Regions from separate parts of the Mus musculus genome. Here region 2 is linked to region 1. A link is a contact called in public ChIA-PET data. All regions are on one chromosome and are shown on one strand. Each heading gives the region's core, a stretch centred on a gene start, on an enhancer-like site or on the middle of the called end of the contact. The rest is flanking DNA. Distances are from core to core; before and after follow the strand shown.

What was found. ChIA-PET counts read pairs in DNA pulled down with a chosen protein or histone mark.
Region 2: an RNA polymerase II ChIA-PET map of memory CD8 T cells shows a contact between it and region 1, with 143 read pairs. The contact joins two enhancer-like sites. A contact is called at or near these places in 5 of 39 promoter capture datasets (embryonic stem cells, frontonasal cranial neural crest, hematopoietic stem and progenitor cells and 2 more), 1 of 15 datasets of contacts at CTCF or cohesin (the NIH/3T3 cell line), 1 of 115 datasets of contacts at active chromatin or transcription factors (memory CD8 T cells) and 2 of 9 other capture datasets (adipose tissue and liver).

Annotation. Positions count from the first base shown.
Region 1 is chr6:142,559,455-142,563,027 of GRCm38.p6, forward strand. No RefSeq gene overlaps it. Among named protein-coding and RNA genes, the nearest start is that of Kcnj8, 10 kb to the right of the region's middle. Within about 2 kb of position 1,862, at least 23 of the 459 cell types and tissues checked have an H3K27ac peak or open chromatin away from gene starts, as enhancers often do. A contact at or near this core is called in memory CD8 T cells, where this site is marked.
Region 2 is chr6:142,778,203-142,781,600 of GRCm38.p6, forward strand. No RefSeq gene overlaps it. Among named protein-coding and RNA genes, the nearest start is that of Gm46981, 3.8 kb to the right of the region's middle. Within about 2 kb of position 1,934, at least 69 of the 459 cell types and tissues checked have an H3K27ac peak or open chromatin away from gene starts, as enhancers often do. A contact at or near this core is called in memory CD8 T cells, where this site is marked.

The DNA.
Region 1 (3,573 bases), core at 612-3,111:
GCTCAAGAGGAAGCTCAAGGGCCACGCTCTTCCCAGGATCTTTCTACACGATTCTCATCAAATGTGACGGGAATTCCCCACAGACCTTCAGAGGATGTGACTCCAATTATGCTCGCTGGTAATTTACTGCAAAGATTCAAGTTCAAGTTCGTGAAAATCTTAATCGGCCTTTAATGTCAGGTCAAGATAAGGCATTGGGGCTAAGTCTGATTAGAGGTCTTACATCTTCATCAATCCTCTTTTTCAAGTGGCTCCCCCACACCCACCAAGGACTTTGCTACCTACATTGGAAGCCTCTGATGTCCCTCTGATTCTCTCTGGGGTAACTGAGGTGAAACTATTGTATCAAGAACAGTTTATTTTAGTGATGTAAAAACGAATACCCAGCAGTGAAGACAGGCTCACTGGGTGATGTGCTTGCTGTGCAAGTGGGCAGAACTAAGTTTGGACCCAGAATCCACATCCCTACCTGTCACAGCTTCATGCATCTCTAACTCCAGAGCATCGGGAATACAAACAGGCACTCCCTGGAGTTGCTGACCAGTCAGCCTAGCCACAGTGATGAGCCCCAGGTCAGTCAATGAGAGATCCTGTCTCAAAAAATAAAACAACAAACAATAAGGTACCTAGTATCAATGTCTGGCCTCCACATGCATATTTTTTTAACAATACACACCTGACATATGCACCATCTTCACACACAAACATGTATGCATGAACACAGATTGAGGCTAAATATCTACATACCACTGGCTTGCTTCAGTTTGTGTTGACAATGCAAAAGATGAACTGGTGGTATGCAAAATTAAGGTCACGATCCCCTTCTCAGTTAGAAATAGAGTTCAATAGAACTCAATAGAGTTCGCCAAAGGCTTCAAGTATTGGACATAGGCAACTGGAGAAAGACCAACCTTTTCGGGAATGACAGCCAGGACTTTTCTACCTGGTCTCTGATGTGGCTTCCTGGGTTCATTTTCCAGCTTCATTCCCAACTCTGTATATCTCCTCAAGTTCACCAAAGACTGCATCTGTCTGTTTATATCATCTATATCGACAGAGATGGAGATGTAGTATAAATGATAGTGATATACAGAGATATAAATTATCATATAGATATAGATTATGGCATATATGTATATAGAGATAATATAGATAGATGGAGATTGAAATGGAGAGAGAAAGAAAGAGACAGAGAGAGAAAGAGAGAGAGGCAGAGAGACAGAGAGAGGTACCACACAGAGCTGTAAGCTACCTAAGCTAAAATTCTCTCCTTTTACCAATATGCTCTTTCAAACCTCCCACCTCCCTACTTATTGCCATTTCATATTCATTTCATTCATAAATTGAAATCATAAATCATTTCAATCCCCTCCCCCCGCCCTTGTCTTCAGACTATTTATCACAGCATTTGCTTAAATACTTAGTGCCATGAAGCTGGTAGATGCTCTCTCCTCTCAGACCCCTTCCTGTAGTTCATAGCTACAGTTTTTCCCTTTCTAGAAATGTGACCATTTGGTTATAGATTCGACAGCTTTCAGCTTTTCCAATGGACATATGCCTGATTTTAAATTAAAAGACTTTGAACAGAAGCCGATACGTGACTTCCAACTCTTGGCTCCAGAACAACTTTACTTGGGGCTGGAGAGGCAGCTTTGTGGTAAGAACACCTGTGGCTCTCCCAGAGTTCAACACTCACATGGCAGTTCATAGCCACTGAGAGCCCCACCTCCAGGGGACCTGATACCTAGGTCTAATCTTTGTGGGCACTGCTCTCGTGCACATACACATATGTGCATGCAAAATGCATATAATTAACAAGATATACTCCATTGTGGCAAGTAAGGCATGATAGTAGCAACAGGAAGTGGCTGGTCAATGCATCAACAGTTAGCAAGCAGAGGGCAGACAGGAAGTGGGACCATGCTGTCAGACCTCAAGACTGGCTTCTTGTAACTTACTTCCTCCCACCAGCTTCACACCTTCCAACCCCAGCTAGGAACCCAGTATCCAAACACAAGCCCATGGTGGATATTTCACATCCAAACCACCATGGTGGGGGTAACAAACAAAAAATACAATTAACCATTATTGAGGCAGGTGATGAGCATGCAGTGTTCATTACAGTAATACCCACACTGTTGTGCATGTCTGTACTTCTCTGACAAAAGCTTAAAAAGAGGCAAAAGCAAAAATTTCCCCTAAAGACATACAATTGTTATTAATGATTTCCAAAAGGAATCCAAATACTATAGAGTTTTCTATTGTATAATCACATGGATTTTGTCACTCAAGTGGTAGATGTGTTGTTTAAGTATCTGTTGGTTTCCTTGCTTAGTAAACAATTGCTCCTGGGGCTGGAGAGAATGACTCAGCAGCTAAGAGTGTTCGCTGCTCTTACAGAGGACCTGAGTTCAGTTTCCAGGACTCTCATGTGGGCTCTCAAGATCTGTAACTCCAGTTCCAGGGCTCTTAAGACCTCCTCTAGCCTCCTTGGGAACTACATACATGAAGAGAATTGATGTGAGTCTAAAAGCCAGCAAAGTGAGTCCCAGACCAGCATAGGCTACAAAGTAAGAGGTTGTAAAACACACACACACACACACACACACACACACACACACACACACACACACACACACACGCACACATACTACAAAACCCTTCCCCAAAGGACAGAAAGACAATTGCATTGAAATCACTCATTTTTCATTTTCATCTTGAAAAAAAGGGAAAGCCACATGGGTCTTTTAAGAAGAGTTATAGTGGGAAGTAACCCGGACCCCAAAGGACATGCGTGATATGTATCCACTTATAAATGGTTATTAAGCATAAATTGCAGGATACCCATGCTACAATCCACAGACACCCAAATGCTAAATAACAAGAGGGACCATGGAAGGGTGCTTGAATCTCACTCAGAAGGGGAAATAAAATTGCCATTAGAGTAGATGGAGGGAGAGAGATGGCTGGGAGAAAGATTGGGGCAGGGATTGGGTTGAGAGAGGGCTGGAAGAGTGAACAGAAATTGGTGGCTTGGAGGGCCAGAGTGGGAAGGGCATCTCTAAGATGTGCCAGAAATCTAGCATGGGGAAGACTCCAGGGAGTTTATGAGGGTGCCTGTAGCTGAAACTCCTAGCAGTGGGAGATATGGAACCTGGGCTGTAGCCAGGCAAGACTTCTAGAGGAAGAATGAGGACACCAATCCACCCACAAAGCCTTTGACCCAAAATTTGTCTTGCCTATAAGGAGTGCAGTGACAAAGATGGAGCAGAGACTGAGGGAATGGTCAACCAATGACTGGTCCAACTTGAGACCTATTCCATGGGCAAGAACCAATCCCTGACACTAATTTAATGATATTTTGCAATACTTGCAGACAGGAGCCTAGCATAAACGTCTTCTGAGAGGCTGTATCAACAGCTGACTGAAACATATGCAGAGACCCACAGTCAAACATTAGACGGAGCTCACGGAGTCTTTTGGAAGAGTTGGGAGGAGGATTGAGGAGCCCACAGGAGATAGAGACTCTACTAGAAGACCAGCAGTGTCAACTAACCTGGACCCTTGAGGGTT
Region 2 (3,398 bases), core at 684-3,183, 220 kb after region 1:
GATAGCTATGTAATAACTGTACAGTGTTTATACAGTGATGGCTCTAACGCAATAACTGTACAGTGTTTATACAGTGATGGCTATGTAATAACTGTACAGTGTTTATACAGTGATGGCTATGTAATAACTGTACAGTGTTTATACAGTGATGGCTATGTAATAACTGTACAGTGTTTATACAGTGATGGCTATGTAATAACTGTACAGTGTTTATATAGTGATGGCTATGTAATAACTGTACAGTGTTTATGCAGTGATGGCTATGTAATAACTGTACAGTGTTTATGCAGTGATGGCTATGTAATAACTACAGTGTTTATACAGTGATGGCTATGTAATAACTGTACAATGTCTAGATAAGGGATGCTAAGCTGAGCTATGGACACAGGATGAGGTTGATGCATATTCATAGGAAAATGAGTCCTGTGGTGGTGTTTAAGGGTGTGTTGGGATTCTTTCTAAACATACATGTTAAGCCTCCAGACAATCACTGGAAAATACTCGCTTATAGAGGCTGAAAAGATGCCGCACTTCCTGCTCTTCAGCAGGTCCCAGTGCATTGCCAGCATCCATGCTGGGTGCCTCGGTGGCTCACTGAGAGCTGGTAAGTCCAGCTCCAGGGGATCTAACACCATCTTCTGACCTCCACAGGCACCTACAGACCAGTGCACGTACACACATGCATGCACTGACACAGATGCACATAACATTTTTAAATTAAAAAAATAAAGTAAATTCAAAGGATATGCAGAGAGCAGAGCACTTGGGGTTCCACCTTACCTCCGGAGTTGCTGAGCCCCTTCCTGGTCCCCAGCAGGGATCTCTTTCCACCCTCCACACCCTCCTCACTGCTGATAGCTGAGCACTAGCTGTGTCCCCTACTTTCTACCTGTCTTAAATATGCCCTCTTTCTTCACAGCTGGTTGCTCCATATTCATGTGTATTTTAAATGACAAAGATCAGAAGAGAAAGCCAATCTGTTTACTGTCACTATCTTGTTCCAAGCTGGTGGGTACCTTAAATTACACATGTCACCTCTTAGCCTGAAGGACACATGCCTCTGCTTGGGGGAGGGGGAGATTGCCTGTAGACAAACCTCTTGTGACTTTGTTCATTCACCCAAGGTGACTCGCTCACTTTTCATACACGTTCAGTGACTGTTTGGCTACCTAGCACTGTTGCCTTATTGCTGCAGACCATAAAATTAACCTCTATATATCTTTTCTTTTAATCCACACAGCTCTATAAAGGAAGTATTTTTCTTCCTCTATTTTATAGATGTGAAAATTGAGCGATAGACAGCTATAACTACCGGGGGTCAGACACTAGGTGGCAGCTCTAGAACATACTAAGGCAGCAGATGGGCGATTGGTAAGGCTTCTTCGGAGATGGCCCCTCAGCCAACACCAAAGCTCTTAAAACAACAATTCACTATAATTAATAATTGTGCAAATATGTGTGCTAGCCCTCCCCTGGCGTGAGAGGTGTAGAACCCGGGGCTTCGGTCTAATAGTCTGCATATTAGGAAAGCCCACTCAGTGGTCTGTGCGCACGGAGTTGCTAGAACCCTGTAGTTGAAGAAGTTGGAATAAATACAACAGGGTAGGACTCAGGCTCAGAAACTGTCCCATGCCCTCGTTCCTCAACACTCTCCCATGACAATCGTCCTCTGGTTCTCAGTCAGCCTCAGACATCGATTGCTACCAGCCCTCTCCTACAGACCCAGACCTGTTCGGAGGTGAGGTTCCCAGTGCTGACTGGCCACGTTAGTATTTCCAAGATGTATAATCCCTGGCCTTCATGACACCCTGACCCCCAAACAAACAAATCACGAGAGCATTCATGTCCATTTAGCAAAAAGCCTGATGCTCTGACAGGTAGAGAGCAAGACAGGAAAGTCGGGACAGGATGTGGCTAAGGAAATGTCACCATGCTGCTATACACGGTGCTTCCCATAATGCACTGGTGTTCTGTCATCATCTTCCTGTCTCTCTGGGGTCTGTTCCTGGAAAGGCACCTCAATTTAATGCAAGGGGATGGCTTTCCCAAACCTCGGCCATTTGCTTCACAGGAAATAGTGAGGCCTTCAAGTTCCCTTTCTTTGATTTGTGCATTTCACATTTGTTATAGCAGAAACCCATGTTCAGACAAAGCTGTGCAGAGTGGAACAGAAGAGAGACCAACGGCTAATGTGAGCACACCATGCCTTGTCTGTCCAGGGGAGTTGCAGGCAGTTCATGCCCAGCCGTAATTAGCCCTTCACTTGATTGGCACCTCTGGAGGCATACTGTGACAAGGCTTGTCACCCTCTGGCCTCAGTTTTCTTTGCGTTCGGAGTTCCCACCGGTCTTTGGAGTCTCAGGGGAAACATCACTGAAGCCTAATGAAGGCTCACAGCTCAGGAGCTGACCATGCCAAACAGGATACAATTGACCTTCATTAGGAACAAAGGAAGAAAGAAACGAGTAATATTAATAGTATCCATTTGCATAATTGCCTGATTGAAACATTTCTGTCTGGGGATGAATAAACTCACTTCTCAGTCTAGCCTATGCTACCTAGCAAGGGTTAGTTGACCACCCTCATTTATTTTAATTAAAATCCCACTTGGGCCAATTACTCAGGAATATACCCTTTCTCCCCAAAGCCTGTCTAATCATTAGAGGGCATTGTCCCACAGCTTGGCTGAATGTCCCCTCAGCGGTCAGTGACACCAATAGATGCTGGTGACAGGCGATTTAAGTAATGGAGAATGACTACAGACCACTGTTTGCTTTTCTCTATGGGAGCAAATTCTATGTAAGTTAATATAAACTGCCGAAATAAAGAGCAAATTTGAAATGAGACAAAATCACGGTTTCATAAATAAATAAATGTATACACACATATTTATCCTGTTATTGAGTGATGCAGGATTTGATCCTATTACGTTCAAAGAGTCTCCTCTTTTATCCCAAAGGTAATGGTGATAACAGCCCCAAGATTACTAAGGGTTTGTAAGCCCTCCTGGCTGACTACCACTAACGCTGAAAACTTGAAACTACTCCTGCATATGTTTCAAAGAAACTGGGGGAGGTGGAGAGAACCCAAAAACCTGCTGATATCCATTTGCCCAAATCTGTTTGTTATAGTTTTGAGATGACAGCCTTCACGCTTTGGGAAAGGAATTATCCAGATTCTCTTTATCTAAATGGAATAATAATTAGTTGTCTCTAATTAGCTTCCTAATTGGCTACTTGTGGGGCTTGCTGAATTGATGGCTCATTGGCTCCTGTGTCCTGTAGCTTTTCATCCAGAGAAGGAAGCCACGGGAGCCACTTCCATAGCCTACTCTGTGGCCTGAGAAAATTCCTCCTTGATCTGAACCTGCGCAGAGAGAGCCGGGGGCGTTAATCCCT